Regions from separate parts of the Zea mays genome. Here region 2 is linked to region 1. The links are chromatin contacts, called in public Hi-C maps. All regions are on one chromosome and are shown on one strand. The core of a region is the stretch at or near the end of the contact, and the rest is flanking DNA. Distances in the headings are between cores, read along the strand shown. Region 1 holds the start of LOC100381486. Region 2 holds the start of LOC100383283 (RNA-binding KH domain-containing protein).

The links. Hi-C and Micro-C count contacts between places; a contact is called where the count stands out from the background.
Region 2: a Hi-C map of ear shows a contact between it and region 1, with 2.2 times the contacts expected there. The contact joins the promoter of LOC100383283 here to the promoter of LOC100381486 in region 1. A contact is called at or near these places in 8 of 25 Hi-C or Micro-C datasets (ear, endosperm, leaf and 2 more).

What each region holds. Positions count from the first base shown.
Region 1 is chr6:8,183,776-8,188,902 of Zm-B73-REFERENCE-NAM-5.0, reverse strand. It overlaps LOC100381486, which reads left to right and starts at 2,525. Exons shown (of 22, transcript NM_001348674.1): 1 at 2,525-2,895; 2 at 3,249-3,349; 3 at 3,651-3,803; 4 at 3,951-4,106; 5 at 4,575-4,646; 6 at 4,722-4,865. The coding sequence starts at 2,631.
Region 2 is chr6:8,323,507-8,328,633 of Zm-B73-REFERENCE-NAM-5.0, reverse strand. It overlaps LOC100383283 (RNA-binding KH domain-containing protein), which reads left to right and starts at 2,791. Exons shown (of 9, transcript NM_001175943.1): 1 at 2,791-2,990; 2 at 3,392-3,676; 3 at 4,286-4,411; 4 at 4,549-4,594; 5 at 4,855-4,937. The coding sequence starts at 3,392. It also overlaps the pseudogene LOC100384193.

The DNA.
Region 1 (5,127 bases), core at 1,276-3,775:
ATAGTAGATGACAAAATCATCATCACTTGCCTGGGAGTACATACTAGCGAGCATGAGCTTTTCAGAATCCGCCGCGTCCGAATTGATGGAAAGCTTACTCTTTCCCTGGGGAAACTGAGAGATGTCGGTACCCGAAATGACGCTACATCCATGGCTGCTTTCACTTGGACCCGGAGCGCCGGGGAGCATGCAACGACCGGAGCAGCCATGGCTGCAAGAGGGGATCAGCTAGCTCGCGCACGACGAGGACGAATCGGTGGCTCTTAGACGGGGCACGACAGCGGGACGCCTAAGCGGAGTCTGCGCACGCGTTTAGACCTGGCAAGCGGGGGACGGAGCAAGACGACGGGCAACGGCGGCACAAGGACTGACGGTGCTGAGGACAACTATGGTAGATAGACAGACTAATCCTCACGGGGGAGGATTAATCTGTCAAACATGGCTGATGCGTTGAACGAGTCTATATACTAACGTTTATGTGGCGTGTTTCGTAATAGCAAAAATCTCCGTCCATCAGGGAGGTCGGTCTTGCAGTTGGAGTTGGGCACATTCGCCTCTATCGGGCGGGCACATTCCCTCCGTCCCGTGACTTCCGAGTTATTTGAGATTGTAACAATCTCGTCGCGCGGCTTCGCTACTTTATTACTCCGCAGCTGCGCATCGCCATTTTAGTATTCTGAAGCTCACAACCGCGCCATATTGGGATAGTTAATGCCCCGCGCTTTATTAACGTCTGTTATGTTGCTCTTTCTGCAGGTTGTATTCACCTTCGTACTAATCTACCCCTAGCCGGACTTCGATTGTTCTTGCGAGAGAACTCCGACGCGGCTGCGGCCATAACTGCGCGGCTACTGGAGCTCGCGGCCGACAACGACTCCACGGCGCTCGGGGACCTCCTCGCGGCGCGGAGCCTATGACCCCGCTCATGGTCGCCTCCGCGGAGCCTCACCGTCGTCCCTCTCCACCGCGCTCCACCTCGCAGCCGCCGGCGGCGCCTCCGCTGCGCCGGCTGCGGTATCCCGTCTCCTAGCTCCTCGGAGGGCGCAAGGAGTGGCCGCCGGATCCCTCCCTCCCCGACATCAAGAACGGTGCCTACGCCTCCAACGACTTCCGTATGTACTCCTTCAAGGTGCGCGCGTGCTCGCGCGCCTACTCCCACGACTGGACGGAGTGCCCCTTCATCCACCCCGGCGAGAACGTGCGGCAGCGGGACCCGCGCAAGTTCCTGCAAGAAAGAAGCCCACTGGCCTCCAACGCCAAGATCAAAATCGATGACATGGATACAGGACGACGTGCTGCCACCAATTTCGTCAAGAAGTGCCTGCGTTGCGGTGAAGTTGGTGAACTGGAGCACGAGCGAGTGGTCAGAGAAAGTCTTGTACGCCGCGATGATGGCAGCCGCCGTGATGGCCTTCGGCGAGCGCGAGGAGGGCCTCCTTGAGGTAGGAGGCGGAGCGGAGGAACGGCTTCCCGAGCGGGGGAAGCTGGTGATTGAGCCGCGCCAATATCGCTCGCACGCCAATGGAATTGCCAGCTTCAGCGGCCTTTGCCGCCGCCGCCAGCTCGTCCAGCAACTGCTGCTGCGCCGCCTCCGCAGCCGTCCTCTTCATCGCCCCGTGGGGCAGTGGCGGCGAAGGCTGGAGCTGGAATGGAGCAGGACCATTTAGTGGTGGAAAGGCATGACCTTGCCCCGTCGGCGGCGGCGGCAGAAGCCGAGTTCGGGCTGGTGGTGCACGGGAAGCGGCGGTCCTGACTGATCCAAGTCGCCGGCGGCCCCAATGAACCAGTTCGAGAACGTCTGGTCCTGCGCCGCCGCAGCGGCGTTGCCGAGCATGGCGTCCTAGCTGTCGGCGACCACGACCCCCATGTCGAGGCCGGTGGGAATCGGCGGCAGCTCACAGCCGCCGGCCTAGTCCTCCTTCCCGCCGCCGCTTCCAGCTCACAACCGTCGGGTCGCCAGCCTCTCTGCGGTCGGCAAGGGGAAAGACGCTCGTGCCGTCCAATCTTGACGATCTGTTCTCGACGGAGATGGCGGGCGCCGCGCAGACCAGGGCGGCTCTGCTTTCTCGCCGACGCGTAAGGCCGCCATGCTGAACCAGTTCCAGGAGCAGCAGAGCTTGCTGTCTCCTCGGGCCACGGTTGTCCCTGAGCCGGTGTCTCCGATGAGCTCCAGGTTGCTCTCGGCCCTTGCGCAAAGGGAGAAGATGCAGCAGCTAACGCTGAGAAGTATGAGCTCTCGTGACCTGGGCTTGGCCGCCTCAAGCGATCCTCGTCCTTTGAGCTCCGGAGTGGCGCCAACGTGGTTAAAGCAGGGATAAAATTGACTTTTACCATACCTAATGGAAGGTAACAGATCGCCGGGCATTAACTGTCCCAATATAGCGCGGCTGTGAGCTCCAGAATACCAAAATGGCGATGCGCAGCTGCGGAGTAATAAAGTGGCGAAGCCGCGCGACGAGAATGTTACAATCTCAAATAACTCCGTGACTTCCACCTTCCTTACCCTTCGTATGGTGGGGGCCCACCTCGCCGCCCCCACCCCCCGCTGCCCTTCTCTCTTCCCCGTCTCCGACTCCACACACCTCCCCTTTCCACTCGCCGCCGGCGATCCCGAACCGGGAGCAGCGCACATGGCAGGCCGGGACGAGAGGTGGGGGGCGCGGGGCGGCCCGGGGGACACGCACGCGTCGACGAGCCGCGCACCCGCGGGCACCGCCGGGGAGTCGGAGGGCGCGTCGCCGGACTCGCTGCGGAACACGCCCTCCAACATCGCGCGGCTGGAGGACGCGATCGGGCACTGCGCGGCGCGGCGCAAATACCTTGCGCACACCAAGAGCCCCTCCGACGGCAAGGACGTCCGCTGGTACTTCTGCAATCTCCCCCTCGCCGACAAAGGTGCGCCACCCCCCGTCTATCCTCTTCTCCTCCCCCCTCCCCCCTCCCCCTGTCGCCTGCGCTGTGCGTGTTTGACACTTTGACAAAAACTAGTTACTATTTTGAGCTAACAACTCATGTATGAGTTTCAAAAGGACCTGTCCCGGAACCTGCAAATTGGGGGCTGCAATTTTAGCCCCATGTGACCTCTGTCTGCCTTGTTAGAAATTAGAAGCATTATAATTGAACAGTAGCAGAGAATGGCGTGGACAGTTTCAGCACACCTACTATTACTGGAGATTTGTAGTGAATTCATCGGTCTCCACATTGTCGATGCTTCAGGCTAAGTTTTACTGATTCGATTGTCGATGCAGTGCTCTCTTCGTCCGTACCGCGGACAGAGATAGTGGGGAAAGGAGACTATTTCCGGTTCAGCGAGAGGGACTCTCTGGCACTGGAGGCGTCTTTCTTGGAGGTTACCATCTCAACACGTAAATGTTTAGTTAGAAATCTACACCATCTTTAATATTAGTTCTACAACCATTGAAGTACAATCTATCTGAAAACTGATAAAATAGTAGGGTATTTGATTCTTCATGGTGATTTTTTGTTTAATTTTGTGCGTTTATCTACAGTAGTCCATGTTGGCAGTGGCACATTTGTTATTGTAGATTTGTTTTGCTCACTTTTTTAACATATCTGATACAGTATGAGGAGGATTGCATCCGTTGTTAATAACTTTGTTAAAGTTCATGTTATTGGGTTACTGTTTGTAGAGGGAGGAAGTGCTGCTTGCATACTGGTGGCGTGAGTATGCTGAATGCAGTGCAGGACCGAGAGGATCCTTGGTTGAAAGTGATGATTCTGCATATCTTTATAAGGTGGAGGAAGAACGGGTTGGGGTTCCTGTGAAAGGTGGACTATATGAGGTCTGTAATCTCTTCTCTAGTACGCTCTATCATAACCGGAATGAATCGTGTATGGATTATTGAGAAGCATTCTACCCATTATCATTGATTACTCTCAGTATGCTATCTAGTGAGTTGGTCTTTTCGCAACAACCTACTGTTCTGCAGGTTGATTTGATGAGGCGGCATTGCTTCCCTGTGTACTGGAACGGTGAAAACAGGCGTGTCTTGAGAGGCCACTGGTTCGCTCGCAAAGGTGGTGTTGATTGGATTCCCTTGCGAGAGGATGTTTCTGAACAACTTGAGTTAGCATATAATTGTCAGGTACAAACCTTTTGTGGAGTGTTCTTTAGTGACATTTGGCCAAGACCATCAGCAAGCATTTTCTGGATTGCCAGCCAATTCACCATAACTGTTAAGGATTTTTCGACAGTCATTTGCTTTAGGAATGATAACCAAGCTTGCCTCACTAGATCTAAATATTTTAAAATTAATCCAACGGGCTGAGCATTAACCTTGAATTGTTTAAAGAATCTTTGGGTACTTGATTTGTGCTACATGGGATAACAAAACTGTGATGAGAACATAACTCTGAGCCTCTGAACCGTGGGCATCATGATTGTGATGGAAAATGAAATAGCTACATATGACGGGATGTTACCTACACTGCATAAAGCCATGAACATTTCTTCCTAGTCATCTTGCACTGTTAGTTTAGTACCTATACTCATACTACCTTCTCTGTTTTTTAGCTCAGAAAACAGCTGAACACCCTATTGTTGTCAAAACTAGGTCTGGCATCGTCGAAAATTTCAACCTTCAGGCCTATTTGCAGCAAGGGTTGACCTCCAAGGAAGTACACTGGTATGTAATGCTGATAAAGCTTTCTCAGAAAGTGAAGTTTGATAATTTGGAGTTAAGCTAAAAAAAGTTGTGCAGGATTTGCATGCTCTTTTTACTGGAGAGGATGATACTTGGGAAGCTTGGCTTGTCTTTGATACGGGTCCTAAGCTTGGTAGTAACACAATCAAATTAAGGCGCGGATTTTCTCCTTCTGAATCTGCAAGTACAAAGCCTTCACAGGTAACCTACCATGTTGCTGTTTTTTAGTGTCATTATCTATCCAGTGTTTCCAGAATTTGCAAGCTGATCCTTTACTTTTATTTATTTTTATTCTAAAAGGAAACTGAAATCTTGATATTTGGTCCATTATTTGCTGCTAATTTGTTCTTTATTTTGTAAGCCTAAAATGTTAACATCTCTCTGGATTGCAATTTAGCTATAGGATCAGGTTCAGAGTCAACAGCATCATGATGACTGTTTATATCCTGTTAACATGTAATGT
Region 2 (5,127 bases), core at 1,542-4,041, 140 kb before region 1:
AGTTGGATGTTTGCAAAACTGGGAAAACTGTGCTCAGGTGGTCATGTTTGGTCGTCCTTTTTTGTTGTAATAAATCCATGAATACTAAATTAACCATGCTATGACACATAGCTAATGACCCTGAAGCAAGTTAGTGATGATGTACGGATTGGCCACTTTGCTGAATGATGGACATAACTGCTTGTGCCCTGTTAGCAAGCATCCTAGTATGATTATAGTTTCATAAACACGTTATCCAGTTATGCTCATACATCAGTTCTGAATTTGTAGCATATTCTTTCTTTGCTCTGCATTAGAATTAGTAGTTTATATGTATTTTCTCTCCTTTTCTAACTATCAGGATCATTGTGCTTCGTTCAGCATTCAACTTCTAATATTTAGAGCTAGCGTAACCATGGAAAGATATCGTTACATATGACAATGCACATACGATAATAGATTGACTCGAGATTTCATCAAATTTTATTTTACGGTTCGAAAGGAAACCTGCCGGCTGCTGCTGTCATCTTTCATTGTTCAAGTGGCCACATGCCTTTCTTCTAATTTAGCTATCAACTGTTTGCTCGGGCAATTTTCTTGATGTGATTTCTCCTTTTCGTTCAGTTACTCACCAAACATCAAAGAAATCAAGGTCTTGGACAGGAAGAAAGTCAGGAGAGCTAAGCTGTATTACCTGAGGGACAGGATGAACGCACTTAAAAGATGAGGATTTCAACTTGTTTCTAGGATTTCTTTTTGCCGCGCGGATCAGCATGGTTTCTCAAGATGCAATCACATTGTTTGGTGTTCCATCTTTGAAAAAAATCATAGTTTGGGGTTGTCAGTTGCCATGCTCCGATCTTCTTTCTTTTGATTTGATGCGCTGTAACATTAGTGCGAAAATTCATGTGCTCAGGTCTATTACGTTACTTTCCCAATCTTTTTTTAGTATGTGCGTCTGACATGAACAAGCTGGAACACTTTACTCATCAAAGCGAAACTATTGTATGATGATTCATGCTATCCGGTTTTAGATGTCAAATCATTTAGTCTTTATTCACAGAAACCTCCTGTTCTGAAAAATGTTCTGGGCATCCTGTTCTGAAATTTGTGTATATGCTCTATTGGAACCTGTGTTACAGTACATATTCGCAGTGGCATGCTGATCCGTGATTACTCTATCTAGATGCAGGCAGTTCACATCTAACTATCCCCTTCTGCCACTCTGAAAGGCACGAGTATGATCCCTTGCATTGTTGCATGGCAGTAGCTAGTGGACTTGAGTGTGCTAAATAACCCATTCACAGCGTGGGTTTCATAGTTGGGGGACTCAATAATTATTGAGACCTTTACCCTTTGAACCCTCCAGTCATGCAGTAATTTCAAGACCCTCTCGTGATCATTATGGGATAGTTGTGATCATTATAGGATAGTTGCGGCTTGTTTGCCCACATCTTCGCGTTTGACTGAAAGCGAGATAAAATCAATTCAACAAAATTCAATCAAGAGGTCAGATCTACCTTGAACGATTGCTTTATTTTTTTTTCACGACGAAGTCTGATTCTTACAAAAGAATGATTAACACAGTGTATTTGTTTGGTGACAAATGAATTGGAGAGGATGTGAGGACGCATTGGTTTGATGACAAATGAATTGAAGAGGATGCGAGGGGATCTATGGGCAGGAAATCCTTTACTATTCAATTTCCTTCACATGGACCCCCTTCAATTCCTTTGTCACCAAACCAGTCCAACAGGTATACGATTCTCTGCATTGTGGATTTCTTGTTCATAGGCTTTGGGTACACTTTTTTTATATTCATGAGTCTACATACTTGGGCTCTGAATCAGATTAGTGGTGGGATTTAAGTTGGAAAAAAACTGTGTTCTTTGGAAACTTAAATATCCTCTTAGATTTCCGGTGACTGAGTGAAAAAATGAGCAAGTTTTCCACTCAATCACTGGGAATCCCAGAGGAATTTAAGTTTCTAAACTATCCCTAAACTTGGCAATTGGCATGGTCTATTTTTCCTCTTAAACTCTAAAATAGACATTTTACCTTCCTTAACCTCTAAATTCATTCAAATTACATTATTGTCTTGGTTTGGAGTGGTTTTGAAGGTGTTTTTATTTGTATTTGGTGTAGCCCAATCTATCTCCAGATCTTTTTTTTGAAAATTTTTAAAGTGCAAAAACATTTTCTATTGTTTAAAAACCTTATCAAACATTTGGCAATTTATGAATAACTAAAAATAGGAACAGGACACCTTCAAAACCACTCCGAGCCAAGGTACAAAGATTCTGCCCTACCATAGCCACAGCTCTCCAAATCAAGGACCCATTTGAGAACATGATATTTTTTAGTTTCAAGATAATAATATTTTAAGCTAGAAGGGGTTTGGGAGAATATATAGAAACTCTGTATTTTAAATTATAGTTTTACCAATATCACAGTATTTTTTAGGTTAAAAAACTTTAATATGGACCAAAGTTTTTCGTTGGTGGATCGCTGTAGTCTTGTTTTTCTCCTTCGAATCTATACTGCAAATATAATATTATATCCTCAAACATGTGTTAGATTAGACTGATAAAAAATATATTATATCTGTGTGATGACATTCGATAAACGGTGTTCCATAAAGTGTAGAGATCAGTTTAGCCCACTAAAATAGCCACGACCGGCCCAGCACAAGCAGTTTTCCTTTTTTTTTAATGAAGGGAATACCAGCTGCAGTAATTTTCTTTGAGTGGGGTGGGGGTGGGGGGTGACTGGGTGAGGGAGTCCCAGCAGCGGTGACTGTTGCGGTGTTGCCGCATCCACGCCCTAGTCGACCACGCCGCCCCCAGCAGCCCGCTGCTGCCGCGGCTCGCGCCCCCAGGAGCCCCCGCCGTCGCGGCTCGCGCCTCGTATCCGTAACAGCTACACCGCGCCGCCTACCCCCGCTTCCTGCTGGCTGCATCGTCCTCAGGTCTTCCGAAGGCGAGCTCCAATCCCCAACCACTATTCACAAGGTTTGAATTCTGTACCAGTGAATCAAGAGATCTCGAGCTCTGTTTGGTGGGCAGGGTCAAGGATTGTCTAGAATCGCACCCTGGCACTGTATTTTGTTGTTCGTTTTAACCGATGACAAGTTGAACTGACGCATATTTACAAGACATGAACTGTATATTTTAGTTCCTATATATATCCTGTACCAGCAATATTATATCATTTTTCTCGTTTCTGAACAATCCAATTGGGGCCAAACCTTGTATTCCTATCTGATCTAATTACAAGTGTGTATATGTATTATGCCAACTAACTTCGATTATTTGTGTATAATGCCCACTAACTTCACTTATTTTGCCAAAAAAAAGGTTGTACATGTTTACACTCATGCCGTTCACTGGCTCCTCCCTATTGGCTATTGCAGATGACTACAAAACTTGAGCAATCTTCTGCGGAGCATCGCCCAGCAAAATTCGCAGCACCATCGTCTTTGACCCCCAAGATCTCAATGTTTGGGGCAAAAGCTGGATTCATCATACCTAAGAACAAGCTGGCCGGCTCACTCGTAATCCGGAGCACCAGTGACAAGAATGAAACACCAACTGCATCCAACGAAGATAGCAGCAGGCATGTTCACAGAAAGACAAAGTGGGGGCCTGACCTTGCTTTGGACCCTGTCGTGTGCAAAGGAAGGGCTTTGGCCTACCAGGTATCGTACTATCACTTATCACTCTTCTCTTTCGCCTCCATGGGTTTATGCTTCTAGCCTGCTCTATCTCTTTGCATCAATTGTTCTATGCACTACCACCATCTTTTGCATTTTGATTGATGCAATATGTTTGGTTCAACTTGTACCTACTAGTACTAGTTACATTAAGGTACCTTTTCTCAGTAAAAATAATCCTTGGAAATAGCCGCCACAGTTTTAAATAATTCCATATTACTTCCAGTAAAAAGGATGTCTAACTTGGGTGTCTTTTCTTAAAATGTTTCTTTCTCTTGGTAGCCTGGTACCTGTGTCAATCTACATTCAAAACTTAACCAGGAATAGTATGCATGCATTTTGTAGCCGCTTTAGAAATTTAGAACTTGCTGTGTACTTCAGTTCCGTTGGTTAGAACAGGAAATGCTGAAAAAACTCACCATTGAGTGAGCATTACTTTGGAGGCTAGACCAAAATGTATCATTATTTACTTTTATTGAGAGGATACGCCCAGCCTCCTCACTGACTGGACAGAAAATGGCTTTTTCTTGCGATTCTCTCATGTACGATGCTTCAATTGCCAGGTGTCATTAATTCATATTACTTCATGAGCAGACTCGAGTGGAGCAAATTTCCAAGCAGCTGAAGTCTGGAGCTTTGGACACGTCCGAAATTGATGGTTCAGTGTCTGCTGGAAATGAATTGAATTCTATTGGTCCTGACATCTTGAAAGAGAACGAGGTATTCCTGATTTGAATGCTGTCACCAGTACATATGGTCTACACTCAGCAATTTTGTTTGGATGCGAGCCCATAGTGTATCAAGATAAAATGGTTATATGCTCCCATTTGCTTATCATTTTTTTACTCTTTTTGCAGCTGGGAAATGTTGAACTATTGGAACTTGAAAGACGAGAGCTTATCGGTCAGAGAAGTTATCTTTTTCTCCTGTATTCATGCGCTTCATTTTTACTCAAGTGGAAATAAATGTGCCTGAGTCAATGCATCTTGGTGCTAATGGGGCCATGAGGTTCCTTTATCGAGTAGTATCTTGTTTGACAATGCATGTAGTTGCTTGAAAATAAATATGTGAAGTTCTTGTTAATTGCTGTTGGCCTTGTTAAATATCTTTATTTAGTCTCCAAAGGAATCTGTTGGCTTAACTGTGGTGCATATTATCTGTAGGTGAAATACTCCGTTTGAATCCGGGATATAAGACACCTGAGAACTACAAACCAGTACTTAGGGAGACAAAAATCCCTGTTCCGGTATGTAAGGTCACTACCTCATCATTGCTTATTGTTTGTTTTGATCTTTTGCCATTAATTAATTGTTTTACTTGTATGCAAAGATTTCGTTGACCTTTTTGTTCTTTTGCTGCTATATTTCTGATACTCCAAGAGTTCCTTGTACTTGAACAATCGAATTACACCAATAGGAGCTTATCTCAATTTTCCT